Linked DNA regions of Mus musculus: region 2 is linked to region 1. Evidence: chromatin contacts called from public Hi-C data. All regions are on one chromosome and are shown on one strand. Each heading gives the region's core, a stretch centred on a gene start, on an enhancer-like site or on the middle of the called end of the contact. The rest is flanking DNA. Distances are from core to core; before and after follow the strand shown. Region 1 overlaps P4ha2 (procollagen-proline, 2-oxoglutarate 4-dioxygenase (proline 4-hydroxylase), alpha II polypeptide). Region 2 has its middle 79 kb from the start of Cdc42se2.

What was found. A called contact is a pair of places that touch in the nucleus more often than the background predicts.
Region 2: a contact with region 1 is called in a Hi-C map of cortical neurons, with 6 times the contacts expected there. The contact joins two enhancer-like sites. A contact is called at or near these places in 2 of 484 Hi-C or Micro-C datasets (both in cortical neurons) and 1 of 9 other capture datasets (embryonic stem cells).

Annotation. Positions count from the first base shown.
Region 1 is chr11:54,119,038-54,126,242 of GRCm38.p6, forward strand. It overlaps P4ha2 (procollagen-proline, 2-oxoglutarate 4-dioxygenase (proline 4-hydroxylase), alpha II polypeptide), which reads left to right. Exons shown (of 16, transcript NM_001136076.2): 8 at 97-290; 9 at 1,033-1,209; 10 at 5,620-5,690; 11 at 5,909-6,008; 12 at 6,726-6,779; 13 at 7,201-7,205. Among named protein-coding and RNA genes, the nearest start is that of Gm12223, 19 kb to the right of the region's middle. Within about 2 kb of position 3,519, at least 62 of the 459 cell types and tissues checked have an H3K27ac peak or open chromatin away from gene starts, as enhancers often do. A contact at or near this core is called in cortical neurons, where this site is marked.
Region 2 is chr11:54,705,067-54,712,271 of GRCm38.p6, forward strand. No RefSeq gene overlaps it. Among named protein-coding and RNA genes, the nearest start is that of Cdc42se2, 79 kb to the right of the region's middle. Within about 2 kb of position 4,770, at least 21 of the 459 cell types and tissues checked have an H3K27ac peak or open chromatin away from gene starts, as enhancers often do. A contact at or near this core is called in cortical neurons, where this site is marked.

The sequences.
Region 1 (7,205 bases), core at 2,269-4,768:
TGGGCTGCTGGGCAAGAAGCAGCTCGCAGACCAGTTTCTGTAGATGATCTCACAGATGTCTGCTGTTTCCTTGTTCCCACCTTTCACCTTTCCCAGACCCAAGCCACGAACGAGCTGGAGGGAATCTGCGGTACTTTGAACGGTTGTTAGAGGAAGAAAGAGGGAAATCACTGTCAAATCAGACAGACGCCGGACTGGCCACCCAGGAAAACTTGTACGAGAGGCCCACGGACTACCTGCCTGAGAGGGATGTGTACGAGAGCCTGTGTCGAGGGGAGGGCGTGAAACTGGTGAGACCTGGGAAGGGGCTGGTGGTCAGGCTGGAGATCTGAGCGCTGGCTCTGGGCAGGCACCATGGAAAGTTCCACTGCCTATTTGTATTTTTCTCCACATCTGCTGAGGCTGGTAGGTGGGCATTCCCTGATGCACAGGGCAGGAGATTGTCTCCTTGGTGCTACAGGGAGAAGTACCAAGTACCATCCTGTAGGGCATTATTGTGTGTCCCACTCACCCCAGTGTGCCTAGCTATCATTTGACTCATTGGTTTGAAGAAAACGATGGGTGTAGATGAACCTCAGGTCCCCAAGGTAGTCGTCGTGTAAATGACATGTAAGATGCAGTGGTAAACAAAGACAGTACTTGCTGGGGTTTGTTTTGAGAGCCACAGGGTCCCAGTGACCTTCACAGCTCCGCATGAGGGAGGCTCTCACCTTTCCTGGACCCCTGACTGGCTCTCAATAGTTTCTGTGTGGAACGGCGTCCCCCCATCAATAGTCCTTCAGACTTATTCTAATCTCCATGGAAAGGGTCGTGGAGTGCTCTCTGCCACAGGGGCTGTGGAAATGAGTGATCTTCTGAGAGAAGGGGGAGCTGTGTGATTGGGGTGAGGTCACTTCCTACTGAGGTTTTCTTCTGTGGTGAAGCTGAAAACAGTCTTGGTCATAGAGGGTGAGACCAGTGCATGCAGACAGCCGGTCTGGGACCGAGAGTAAGGACTCACTCTGCTCAGGCCCTGTGCTCTGTGCTCCGCAGACACCCCGGAGGCAGAAGAAGCTTTTCTGTAGGTACCATCATGGAAACAGAGTGCCACAGCTCCTCATCGCCCCCTTCAAAGAGGAAGACGAGTGGGACAGCCCACACATCGTCAGGTACTATGATGTGATGTCCGACGAAGAAATCGAGAGGATCAAGGAGATTGCTAAGCCCAAAGTAGGTGTCTCTGAGGGTCCTGCTGGGGCACTGAATAGGGTGGGGTGCAGTCCCTCCTGCTACCTCTATGGAGAAGTTTGTCTGTTCCCCACTCTCACCAATAGCTAGCATGAGTTCTTTGACATGCTGCAGACTTAGGCTGACCTTGAAGGTTCGTGGCCTACTAGGGAAGGAAAAGTTGGGATGCAGGAGGGGCAGACATAAGCTATGACAGCAGGTCATGCTGGGAGCAGGGCATCTCAGTAACAAGTACCAATTCACCTGGTTGAAGGGCTGGCATATGGGTTGTTTTTGGGGAAATGCATAGTTCCAGAAAAGTGGGACCTCAGAGCTGCAGTGAGGGGGAGGGCTGCGGTGAGGGGGAGGGCTGCGGTGAGGGGGAGGGCTGCAGTGAGGGGTGATGGGGGAGGACTGCAGTGATGGGGGAGGACTGCAGTGAGGGGGAGGGCTGCAGTGAGGGGGAGGCTGCAGTGAGGGGGGAGGGCTGCAGTGAGGGGTGATGGGGAGGACTGCAGTGAGGGAGAGGATTGCAGTGAGCAGTGACAGCTGCAGTGAACTGTCTGACTTGGAGGAGGATATACATCCATACAATCTGGATATCCCTCATCTTCTCCATTTATTCATATGTTTACTTTTTCAGTTCAAACACACTTTATACATTTTTTACTAAGCTTAGTAGTCCTTGGTTTGTTTTTGTGAATTTTCTTCTCGGGAGTATTTTAACTGGTTACATTGTTATATTAGTTTACTATTATATGCTAAATTATTTACATCTATCTATCTATCTATCTATCTATCTATCTATCTATCTATCTATCTATCTATCTAATGTATATGAGTACACTTTCAGACACACCAGAAGAGGGAATCAGATCCCGTTACAGAAGGTTGTGAGCCACCATGTGGTTGCTGGGAATTGAACTCAGGACCTCTGGAAGAGCAGTCAGTGCTCTTAACTGCTGAGCCATCTCTCCAGCCCCTGCATATTTCTTTTTTTTAACATAGGGTCTTATGTAATTCAGGCTGGCTTCAATCTATCAATCTATCTATCTACCTATCTATCTATCTATCTATCTATCTATCTATCTATCTTTCTATCTGAATATGTGGATAACCTTGAACTTCTGACCCTTCTGCCTCCACTTCCCAAGGGCTAGAATTACAGAATTACAGAAGTATAATATTATAGCATTTTCTACAATGCAGGCAATCAAACCCAGGGCCTCATGTGTTAAGCAAGCACTCCTTCAGCCGCTCCATGCTCCTAGCCTGCTATGCCTAACTATTTGTTTTGAAATGTACCTCATGGTGATAATTAGAGTTTATTTTCCCTTGAGAAAATGGAGAAAACTGGCCTGTGTGGACCAGAGGTGGTAGAAGTTAGTCCTTTTTTGGGCCGACTTTCTTGGGTTATCTCAGTAGGATTGTCCTTTGCAAGCAAGAAGATATTTTGCCTTCCTAATACAACTCCTTCGCCTTGACTGTCTTATTGAGCTGCCTGGAACTTCTACAACATTTTTGCAGCAGACATCCTTGTCTTGTTTCTGAGTATCATGGAAATCCAACTGGTATTTCTGCTTTGTATGCTTATTGACTGTTGGTTTTGTATATATGTCAGGTTGATACAATTATTCTTGGATGCCTAGCCCATAGATGACTTGATCCCATTTAATCTCTTCTGAAGAGAACTGTGGGCTGCCATTTCCCCCATGTTCTCCCATCACAGGTCATGGGGAGGGAGGAGTTAGCTGGCTCCTCTGGTCTTTGTGTGTAGTAGAATTGTAGTGACTGAGATGGCCAGGACTTCTGCTCATGAGCAGACCTCAGAGGTTCCTGTATTAGCCTCCAGAACCTTAGCACAGCCTTGGTTTGAAGACCTAGCACATCTGGAGACAGGGTCTTGCTCATGTCACAGATGTCACCGAGAGTCAGTCTAGTCAACGTGTATAGACAACTGTAACCGGGACTCATCTCACTTCCTGGGTCAGTTACAAAGTCCTCGAGAAAAGAAAACTATTTTCTGGGTTTCTAACCGAGAGAGGCACTGTCAAGCCGAAATCTCCAGAGATTCCTTACCTGCCTTAGTCTCAGACATTGAACATTTCTCTGTGTGCATGTGCATACATGAGAAGCATGAATCAGGAAGGTGGCTGGCGTTGGGACAATTGTGTTTTGAACAGGAGCCGTGTGACAAGCATACACATTGGCCGTCATTCACTGACCTCTTCTTTCCGGAGGCTAGGACAGACAGATGCTATTCTGGCTTTGAAGTGGGGCCAATGAGCTTAGCTTGGCTTGTGGAGAATGCCTGGCAGCTGTCTGTGAGTCCCCAGTCTGCTTTCAAAATAGCCCCGTCTGTCCCCAGGGCAGAACACAGCTGCCCAAAGTCTTTTTTCGGGCACCAGGCCAATGCTGAGGCTCCAATGTTTGCACTGTCTAGTGGCGATGGATGTCACCAGGCAGGGATGACTATCCATTAGGCTCAGAGAAGGACCATAGCCTGGGGAACCCGTCTTCGCTGGGTATGCTGGCTGCCATCTTCACATTAGAATGTTATGACGCAAAGTGACCAGATGGGCCAATTTACTTCCTTACCACATTTCCGTTATGGCTCTCTTCTCCATCTCTCTTGTCACCTCCTGTTCCAGGCCACTGCCATCTCTTGCCCTGATCCTTGTTCAAGCATTCTGTTAGTTTTTTCCCCCATTCTGGTCTCTTCTGTGTCACCTTTCCATAAGGTGGCACAATAGTCCTTATATTGTAGCCGTCCCATCCCTCCCTTACATAAGGCTGTCCCTATTTCAGGTTGACCATAAGATGGCAGCAGACCTCATCTCTTCTTCCCCCCAGCCTGTCCTCATCTCACTACATCCTGGAGCCTCAGCCTGTGTAGCCAGTGCCCTTTCATCCCGGGCCTTCCCCGCTGCTGTAATGTACAGGACTCCAGGTGCCTGGTACCCTAACCTGTACCAGTAGAGGGGCACGGTCCTAAGGAGGAAGGACCAGGGGGTTCAGAGATAAAGAAGATAGAACAGGTGGGCTCAGGAGGTCTCGAATAAGATATGTCTTTTGTCACACAGCTTTTAAAGAAGTTTGGCACCGTATATACTGTTTTCAGGGTATAAGTGAGACAGTGCCACTGAAAAGCTATCCTACAGTATGACAAAGTCAGCAGGAAGCTAATCAGGCAGTGTTGCACAAGGGGAATACAGGGCATCAGAGAGGAGCACACAAATTTGGGACTGACAACTATAGGCCCCTAGGGTGGGAAGGGTTTGGTTTTAGGATCCAAAGCTTCAGCTCCCCAAGGCCAGGGTCCCAGGCCATTACTAAGCCCACCAAGACTCAGACATTCCTTCCACACATGAGAGCCTCAGAGAATAATGACTTGGATCAGCCTGGCTCTCCACCGTACCCATCCACTGCAATCCTTTGGCTGCTCTCCCACGGGACATTACAGCTCACCCGTGAGCTTTTAGTAGTATGCTACAATTACCTGACCGGTTTTCTACTGTCTCCACTTGACCAAGTTATATGATGGCAGACGTCATGTCTCGGTCACCCAGCTTAGCACCTGGCACACAGTAGGTACCAATCAAATAGTTATTAAAAGCAAGAGTCAGCAATATTCTGTTTGGCTCATCTGTACTTCTGTCTGGACATGTCTTCCTTACCAGGCCCACATCATCTGAGCCCACTAGGACAGTCCACACCACAGATAAGGTATCTGTATCCTGCTGTAGACACGTCTATCCCTGCTGGCAGTACTTGCTAAGCCTTTATACGGAGACTGGGAACTAGGGTAAAGGGTGTGTGTATGTGTGTTTGTGTGTACGTGTGCACATGTGTGTATGTATGGTTTGCCCATAATGGGTGGCTTCTGCACCCACATACTTCAGATTCCTGCTGTTTACTTTGTTGACTCTAGGAGGGCCCCAAGAGACTGGAAACTGTCTCCTTGCTGAGTAGTGGGAGCCCAGCAAGGCAGGAGGCACAGCAGACAGTATTTGGATAGCTTCTTGGCAGAAGGGTGGGAAAACTTGACCAAGTCAAGAGAAGCCTCAGGTTGAGTCTGAGTGTTGTGGAATCATCAAAGCCCAGACTATTGTGTGGGCCTGTCAAGGAAGGCCTTGTTCAGGGAATATAAATGCATGAACCAAGCAGAGTTCATAAGCACAACAGTGCCGGCAGCATAGACCTGATAGGTGGTGGGGGTGGGGGTGGGGGTGGGGGTAGTGAGCAAGGAGGGTGTGCCAGGCCTCTGAGCACAGAGGAAAGTGGAGACTAGACTATAGCATCATGGGACCTTGGCTAGAGTCAGTCTCTGCAGCCGTCGCCCTACTGTGTGCCCTCCGTGTTCTCTGGGAAAACACCAACACCAAGAAGGATTCCTCTCTTTCTCCCTTTCAGCTTGCACGAGCCACTGTGCGTGACCCCAAGACAGGTGTCCTCACTGTTGCCAGCTACAGAGTTTCCAAAAGGTGAGTGGTGGGATGGGGTGGGGTAGCTGGTCAAGCCCAACCCTGGAGCTTCCCATAGGATGCAAGAGCATGCCAATGCCACCTTATCCAGCCTGCTGCTCTGCCTCGCTCTCCGTAGCATTTAGCCTGTTGCCCGTGAGTGCTGGCCTTGACTGGGCTCAGAGGACATCATCTAAGCCTGTCCATGCCTTTCATCTTTGCTCTTTTCTTTTGCCCAGCTCCTGGCTAGAGGAGGATGACGACCCTGTTGTGGCCCGGGTCAACCGGCGGATGCAACATATCACCGGGCTAACGGTGAAGACTGCAGAGCTATTGCAGGTGGGTTGGTCCCTGGGGCTGGAGGACTTCTGTTGGGCGAGGTGTTTTCCCAAAGTGCTTAGGCTGCGAGAGAAGGCTCACCCTCTGCATTAGTTATGTTCCTAATGAAAGGACCTGACAGAAGCCAACTGACAGAGGGGAGATCCGCTTCGGCTCACAGTCTCAGTCCACCATGGGGAGGCTTAGCAGCGGGAGCTTGCAACAGAGCTTGTTCACATCTTGCTGATTCAGAAACCAGAGGCCTGGCCAGAACCAACAGAAGATATAATCTTCATGACCCCCTTAGGCTAGCCAGGTTCCAGATTCCAGCCTCCCCACACAGTACCACCAACAGGGGAACAAATGTCTGCTCGTATGAGCCTTGACTTCATATTTGCAGCATCCAGACAAAAAACTGAGTGTGGCTATGCATTTTACTGTCACCCCAGCTGCTGTGGAGAGAACACGGACAGGAGGCTTGCTGGATGTCAGCTTACCTTCAGGTTCATTGTCTCAAGGGAATAAGGTGGAGCATGATAGAGTGAACACACGACATCCTTCTTTGGCCCCTGCATGCACACACCACCATATCCATACACCACATACATAAAGAACACACATGCACACACAAAGCTTGGGGGTTGTGCTCAGGCCTAGGGAGATGGCATCCCTGGGGAGTCGGGCTGCCGCGGGGCTGTTCAGACTGATGGCAAATGCAACGCTGTAATCCCTCTCCAGGTCGCAAACTACGGAATGGGGGGACAGTACGAACCACACTTTGACTTCTCAAGGGTAAGGCTCCGATCGTCTTTGGAGGGCTCCTCTCTGGCTGGTTTGAGAAGGTTGGAGCTTCTAGAAACATTTCAGCTCCCACGGCATCCCTCCTCCACCTACCTAGTGAAAGGGGAAATTCTGTGCTGCTGGCAAAGCACCTGCAGAGCCCAGTGGAGCCTGGTTGCATCCAATTGATGTGTGGGTGCTTTGGCTTGATAATAAAGTCAAGGACTTCTCTAGGTCCCTGTAAAGGGTTTTCTTGCCTCTCCCTGGTCCCCATTGTTGTATTCTGAGTGGGGTTCCCTGTATTACCTTGTCCCATTCTTGGTTTCTCAAGGGAAGGCAAACTTGCCACCTTCCCCTGACCCTTTTGGTCCCAGTCCTTTGGGTGGCGGGCAAGTTAGTTGGAAACTTGGATAAAAGTTGTTGTCTGTTGCAGCGACC
Region 2 (7,205 bases), core at 3,520-6,019, 590 kb after region 1:
GGATCTGCCTCTGCCTCCTTAAAGGTGTGTGCCGCCACAATCAGCAGTAATCCCTTAACCATCAAACTAGCTCTCCAGCCCTGGAAAAGATGTCCTTTGTTTCAAACTAGATTAATGTGTCTTCTTTATGGCTTGCGCTTCTAAGTAAGCATTTTCCTAGTCCTCAGTAATGGCCACCTTTCATATATGATACTCAGAGCACATGTGTGTAGGGTGGTGCCAAGTCTATCTGCAGCTCACATCATTTCTCCTGTTTACTGAAAAGCCACTTCCCACCACCCATCAGTTATCTTTGCCGTTACGTCGAGGATCAGTGTGACTGTGTACGTTTATTGTTGGGTCTCTAAGTCTGCCTTCATATTGTACTACTGTGGCTGTGTTGTGAGAGTCCACAGCACTACCGGCAATCTTTCCATGCATAATTCTGGATAGCTTTATTTTTCTTTTTATTGGCTCTTTTTCTTCCTCTTTCTTTGTTCCAAATAGAACAGCCTTGGATTCATCGCCCCTGTGTATCAGCCCCCCAACTGGAAGACGATGTCTGTTTTCTGTGTCTGGCTCATGGATTTATTCTTCATGTGAAGGTTTTTGATTTTATTTATTTTTAAATGTGTGGATGCTTTGGCCTGTAGGAATATCTGTGCACCAATGTGTGCCTGATGCCTTTAGATGCCAATAACAGGCACTGGGTCCCTGTTACAGACAGTGGTGAGCCACCTCGAGGGTGCTGGAATTGAACCCAAGTCCTCTTCAAAAGTAACACGTATTCTTAACTTCTGAACCATTTTGCCAACCTTCATTTAAGACTTTGTGTAAGAGTTTGTTCCATGCCTTCACTTTGAAAAGTAGCTTTTATATTTTCAGTGTTTAATTACTTAGTCTTGACAAAAAGAAAACAAAATAGATCTTTAATGTTGATATAGCATCTGGCAGCCTTCCATCTAACAATACTCTTTAGACCTGTGTCTACCTTCTTGTTGTATATACTTTTTTTTTCCTTCACAACGATATAATGCTAAGAAATGATAAGGCCAGGCAGGCATGGTGGTATATGGCTTTAATCCCAGAACCCGAGAGGTGGGGCTGCCTGAACTCCCTGAACTCCAGGCCAGCCAAGTCAAAAGGGAGGAAGAGGAGGAAAGGAGAGGAGGAAGACAATCAATACAAAATCTACACTTGCCAAAGGTTTGTGCGAGCGTGCGTGTGTGTGTGTGTGTGTGTGTGTGTGTGTGTGTGTGTGTGTGTGATTGATATATATATATATATATATATATATATATATATATATATATATATAATGTTTTTTTTCTCTGAAAGGACCTTCTGTTTGTATATATATATATATATATATATACACACACACCATTGCTCTCTTCAGACATAGTTGTGAGCCACCAATAGGGTTGCTGGGAATTGAACTCAGGACCTCTGGAAGAGCAGTCAGTGCTCTTAACCACTGAGCCATCTCTCCTGCCCCCCTTTTTTTTCTTAAGATTTTATTGATTTTATGTATGTGAGTACACTGTCACTGTTCTCAGACACACCAAAAGAGGGCATCAGATCCCATTGCTATGATTGTGAGCCACCATGTGGTTGCTGGGAATTGAACTCAGGACCTTCTAGAAGAGCAGTCAGTGCTCTTACCCACTGAGCCATCTCTCCAGCCCTGCAGCTTTCTTTCTACACTTGGCTTTCTTTACTAGTTGCTAAGCTCTGTCAATGCTTTCCCCTTGTCTATTGAGATAACTGGATTTCTCCTGTGTTCTGTTGTAATACCTAGTTAATACTACTCTAACAAATCAACCCAAAACTTGGTGGCATAAGCTACATTGCTGCACTTCTCTGTGGGTCCAAAATCCAGAGGCCGGAGCTGCTGTGTGTCTCTGAGGCTCGGTGGCCGAGGTCTTAACTGAAGACCATAAAGCTAAGGGCTACAAGCATTCCAGGGGTAGTGGCTGCACACCAGTCAGTTTCTCCCAAGCTGTTTCTAGGCATGGGCCTCACCCCTTACCCAGCTGGGCTGTCATGCTTTCCTTGTCATGGAGGCCCAGTTTTAGGGACAGAAACCTGAAGGCGAGCCTGACAAGCTGCCTGGCTACAGGCTGGCCAGATTCTGTGGGACAGAGCGCCCATGGTTCCATGCGGTGGGCTGGTGGCTGTGCGCCTGCTTCTGACCATCAAGAAGTGGAAAGGAGCAGGAGAAACCTGATACAATAGAGTTGATGTGCTAAAGCAATGGTTCTCAACCTCCCTAACTATGCAACTCTTCAACTCTGTTCCTTGTGTTGTGACACCTATACATAAAATTATTTCACTGCTATTTCATAATTAATTTAGCTACTCTTATGAATCATAAGTATCTGATATGTAGGGTATTTGATATGTGGTCCCCTAATGGGAGGTTTACTTTTAAGAAACAAATACCATAGCCTAGTGTGGTGGCGCACTCCTTTAATCCCAGCACTTGAGAGGCAGAGGCAGCTGGATCTCTGTGAGTTTGAGGCCAGCCTATTTTACATACTGAGTTCCAGGGCAACCACTCTGTCTTGAAAAACCAAAAGATAAAAAGAAAAACTTGCTTAGGAAATAAAGTAGATCTTAGTGTGTTAACGGTTGGGAGCCTGGAAATCGCCACACAAACCACTCAGACATTGATCGCAGTCAAATCATGAATGGTTTATTGAACGCCACACCCCAAGACTGATCAGGGCCACATGTCAGCCTTAGGAATGACTGATGTGTCAAGATCCCATAGGGCTTTTAAAAACATCTGTACCAAGTTATTTCACCAGTCAGGATTTAGGGGTAGGGGATTTCCTTAGGAACATGTCTGTTGCACACTTGGCCTGCTCCCATTGGAGTTGGGGTATTCAACTGTGGCAGGGGACTTGCCTATATCATTCATGTCTTAATGTCTCAACCAGGATGGGACTTGTCTAATATTTATGTCTTAACTTGTCACCCAGGATGCCAGTTAAACACAGACATGTCTCTTTCTGCCAAGTACCATGCCAGTTCCTAAAGAGAACTTAGGAATTTAAACTTTACTCAGTCCCTACTCAGAATGAAAGTCTTACTCCAAATAGTTTCTTACATTGGTGCAGGTATCTCTCTTATGTTGGGGTCCATCCCAGGGGCAGCTTATAAAAGGCAAATACCATAAAAGCTCATCCACCCCTGTGGGAAGTGCTGTTGGGTGGTTGGTTCAGGTCCAAGCTTATTGTGGCTAACTATACAAAGCAGTTCTAACTGACTTCCGTTGTTCTGTTGTGATTGGTTTCCAAGAACAGCAAAGCACAGAACATCCTAGTAACAGCACATGAGAAAGTTTCCTTATAACATTAGTAACAACACAAAATGGCGGGCTAGCCAGGTAACAGTTAGCTAGGCCTTAACTCTAACCATGCTTTTTAGAAACTATAGAAAATTTGTGCCACAAATTTTCTGAGATTTAGGCTTGCTGAGGAAGTTTCTGTTAATGTTTGTTCACTAAAATTGACTTCCAGTTGGACTTCATTCCCATAGCAAGGGACAACCCTGACTTACAACCACACACTAGGCCCATCCCCATAGCAAATAACATGGGCGTCAGGGGCTGTGCAGTGTCATGACAGTCATTAAATCTTGATCTGGCATTTTATGCCCTGTGCTATTATCAGGAATAGCATAGTTCTGTCTGGTAGGAAGATGAACTTGAGTAACTATTCAACAACACTAGTGTCCTTAAAATAATTCTGGCAATAGCTTTGCTGTATAAACCTCCATCTGTCCAAGTGTCCAATTTGCAGCCTCCTGTCTCTGTTGATATTCAAAGTGTAACTTGGGGCTGAGACCTGAAAAAGGATGAGAGCATATGTGGAGTGAATAGACCTAAAGACTACACAAGCTGGCAAAAACTTCTGTTCAAGGCCGGTCCCCTTTTGTATATTAGCTAGAATCAGTTGTGTAGTATTGTCAAAGAGCTTTCCTTTCATTAACCTCTGAATGTGTGGAGTGTTCCTCACTGGGAAGACATATTATTACTTCTATAGCATGTGGAGGCCCCAGCAAGATGTCCCTACACCCTGGATTCTTGTGCTGCTGGAAACACTGTTCAGCTGGAGGGAAAAGAGGAGTGAGCCCCAGGAAGGTGGAAACTTACCGATTCTCCAGAATACTGGTCACTACTCCAGATTCTTTGAGAGATAAGGAAATCTCAAACAGGAAGTTGCAGGAAAAGGCAAGGTACTGAGACTGGACTCCAGGTCTCGATCCTACAGGGTCTAAGAGGGCTCTGATCAAGCCCTAAGGAAGCATTGTAGTAAAGCTAACAGGTGGGGTAGGGATGTGTGTCTCCAGAGATCTTTCCTAAGAGGGCTGACAGTCAAGTCTCCCATACGAAAACATTGGGAGGGAATGTTGTAAGCTTTGAGTGAACCTATGAGTGGATATTCTGCCTGTATGTATGCTGCAGGGACCCCTTTTTCCAGGGTGATTAAGAAGACCTTTCTCTGAGGAAATCAGCCACCTGTTCAGCTGGATTAAGCTGGATAAACTAGATTGCAAGCTCATGTTCACCCCTAAAGCCTGTTCACGTGTTCCTTGGAGTTGAGCTGCTCTCCCATAGATCTCTTTTTTGACACAAAAAGACCAACTGAAACAAGGGACTTGTCCCACGAGGAGGAGGGAGTTTTGGATCCTGCTCAGAACATGAAAATGGCACTGGTATTGCTAACAGCAAAGGAAGAGCTCCTCCATCTGGTTATGAGCAGACATTATAGTCTCTGCCACTGAGCTCTGCTCTGCAGACTTGGCTGGGCAGGATGGCCTGAGCTACTGTGTTGGCAGGAGTATAGCAGCCTCTCCCTCTCCCCTCCCTCTGCCCAGACCCCGGGAATTCTGGAAACCTTTCTAGTCAAATGGATTCAGGGCCCCACCTCAAAACAGCCCCTGAGGTACATGGCCAATTTTTCTATGGGAAGTCCCTTAGCTGTGCACTCTGGGGAGAAAGACTGTGGGTAGATGCTTTAGTGTATCCTAGTGCCTGCTGCTTAGACTGGGTCTCCAAGCCAGTTCCTCTGAGACAATATGATCTTACTGTTGTTACTGGGACTCCTTTGTCTATACCTGTTGTCTACCTTTGTCTCTGCCCTTCCACACCTGGATACTTTTGATTTTATTTTTACTTTTCATAGGTAGTCTAAGGAAGCAGCCTGATGCCACAGCTTTTGAGACCCTTAGATATAAGTTTTTATGGCTGCTTAGTAGTCCCAGGGTTACAGATACTAAAAAGAAAAAAGAATGTTAGCTGTTGGACAGGCAACGTTATTCTGCTTAGTAGAATAATTATATTATCCTTGTCTTCCTAAGAGAGGGAATACTTAGTAACTTTTTCATGTTGTCTGTCTCCATCTACAGACACACGCAGAGTAGTTGTGAATATCTAGATCACTGGGCTCATTCCTATAGAGGAAAAAATGTCTTTTGGGTATGGGTCATGTTGGAAAATTGTCACATGCTGTATGTTAGATCTCAAACAAGTCTCACCCAGAACCTGGGCAGTGAGCATCAAGCAAAACAAATGTCCCCAGCCTCTCTCCCTTCCCAGCTTTGTCCAGCAGCCCAGCCCTTTTGTTTTTGGTAAAGGGGTGATGTAATCTCCTGAAATGGGCAGTGTTGTCAGGTCCCAGGAAGACTGGAATGTTCAAGGTTCCTGACACTTCTAAAGCTACTGCTGAGATGTAAACTCCCTTAGGGTCAATGAGCCCATAAGAAGTGTTACCAATGATATAAATCTGAGATCTTATCTCTAATAAAGGGGTTAAATTATTCTAGATAGAATAAAATTAAATAAAACAAAACAAAACATCAAAACTTGAGGCCAAGTCGCAGAAGGTCAATGTTACACAGGACTGGAGGAGGAGACTTTAAGACAATATACTTAATGGTTAAAGTTGGTCCCCAGTGCTCCAGCCCAATCTAAGGAAGAGGAGGCTGGTGAAGGCCCCACCTTCCTTCACCAGAGGCCTGATGGGGAAGCAGCAGAGGGGAGGAAACCTCTCTTCCGCTTCCTCTCGGCTCTTCTGGCCAACCCTGGCAGCCTAAGTCTAAAACAGGCTTATGAGCGCCATGTCTGAATGCATCCCTGGCTTGTGGTGCTTTCAGATGAAGTAGGCCCCTGGGGTGGCCTGTGGAGCTTGTGAGGAGTCCCAGACAAGCACCCACAGATGGCTGGGTCCTCACCTTGTCTTTCCTGGCAACTCATGAGCATGTGTGTGAAAGGGAGAGGGGTCAGGGGCGCCCCACCCCCAAGTTTCTCCTTGTCAGGTGTTTGATCACAGCAACAAGATAAGTATCTAAGGTACTTGGTGATGATAGAATGGCAGACAGCAGAGCCTGGTGGCCCAGCTGCAAGTCTAGCCACTCAATGAGACCCAGAGTCAAAATGAACACTAGAAAATAGCCTCTGGCAGCCCAGTGGCAGAGCATGCACCTTGCTTCTGGGTTCAATCTCTAATGCACAGAGGGAAAAGAATTAAAAGTTTTTCTCAGCTCCTTAACATGATGGGACTCCAGGGCTGAACTTAACACTTACTTTGAAGGCAAAGGTAAAGTGTCCATGAATTTTTGCAGTCAGCGTCTATCCAGTGCTCACCAAGCAGTTTCAGCTCCAGTGCCCTGGGCTTGGTAAGTGGCTAGAAATGGGATGCTGGGAAGGAGGCGTGCCAGGAGGCAGGTGTATTTGCTGTGAGCAAACTGGACTAAAAGAGGTTTAGCTGCCACTGGAGCCACTTGTGTTGGTGCCCATGGTCTTCCCTCCCATCGCCTGTCAGTCTTTCTTGGGTGTTCATTAGGACTGGGGCAGGAGAAAATGTAAAAACTGTAGTAAAGTACAAACAACATAAAATTAGCTTCTTAAGTAGGCTTGTGTGCGCTTCGGTGGCCTTAGAGGCTTTGACTTTTCTTACCAACCTTCACACTTCCATATCTCATAAATCCATCTCTGAGCCCCAGGAGACCACCATTTTGTTCCTGGAACTGTGACTGACGTTGTGTAGCTTGCATAACTCAAGTTCTTTTTTGGAGTGGGTGTGGGGTGGGGTGGTTTTTTTCTCTGTGTAGCCCTGGCTGTTGTGGAACTCACTCTGTAGACCAGGCTGGCCTCAAACTTAGAAATCTACCTACCTCTGCCTCCCAAGTGCTAGGATTAAAGGCGTGTGCCACCA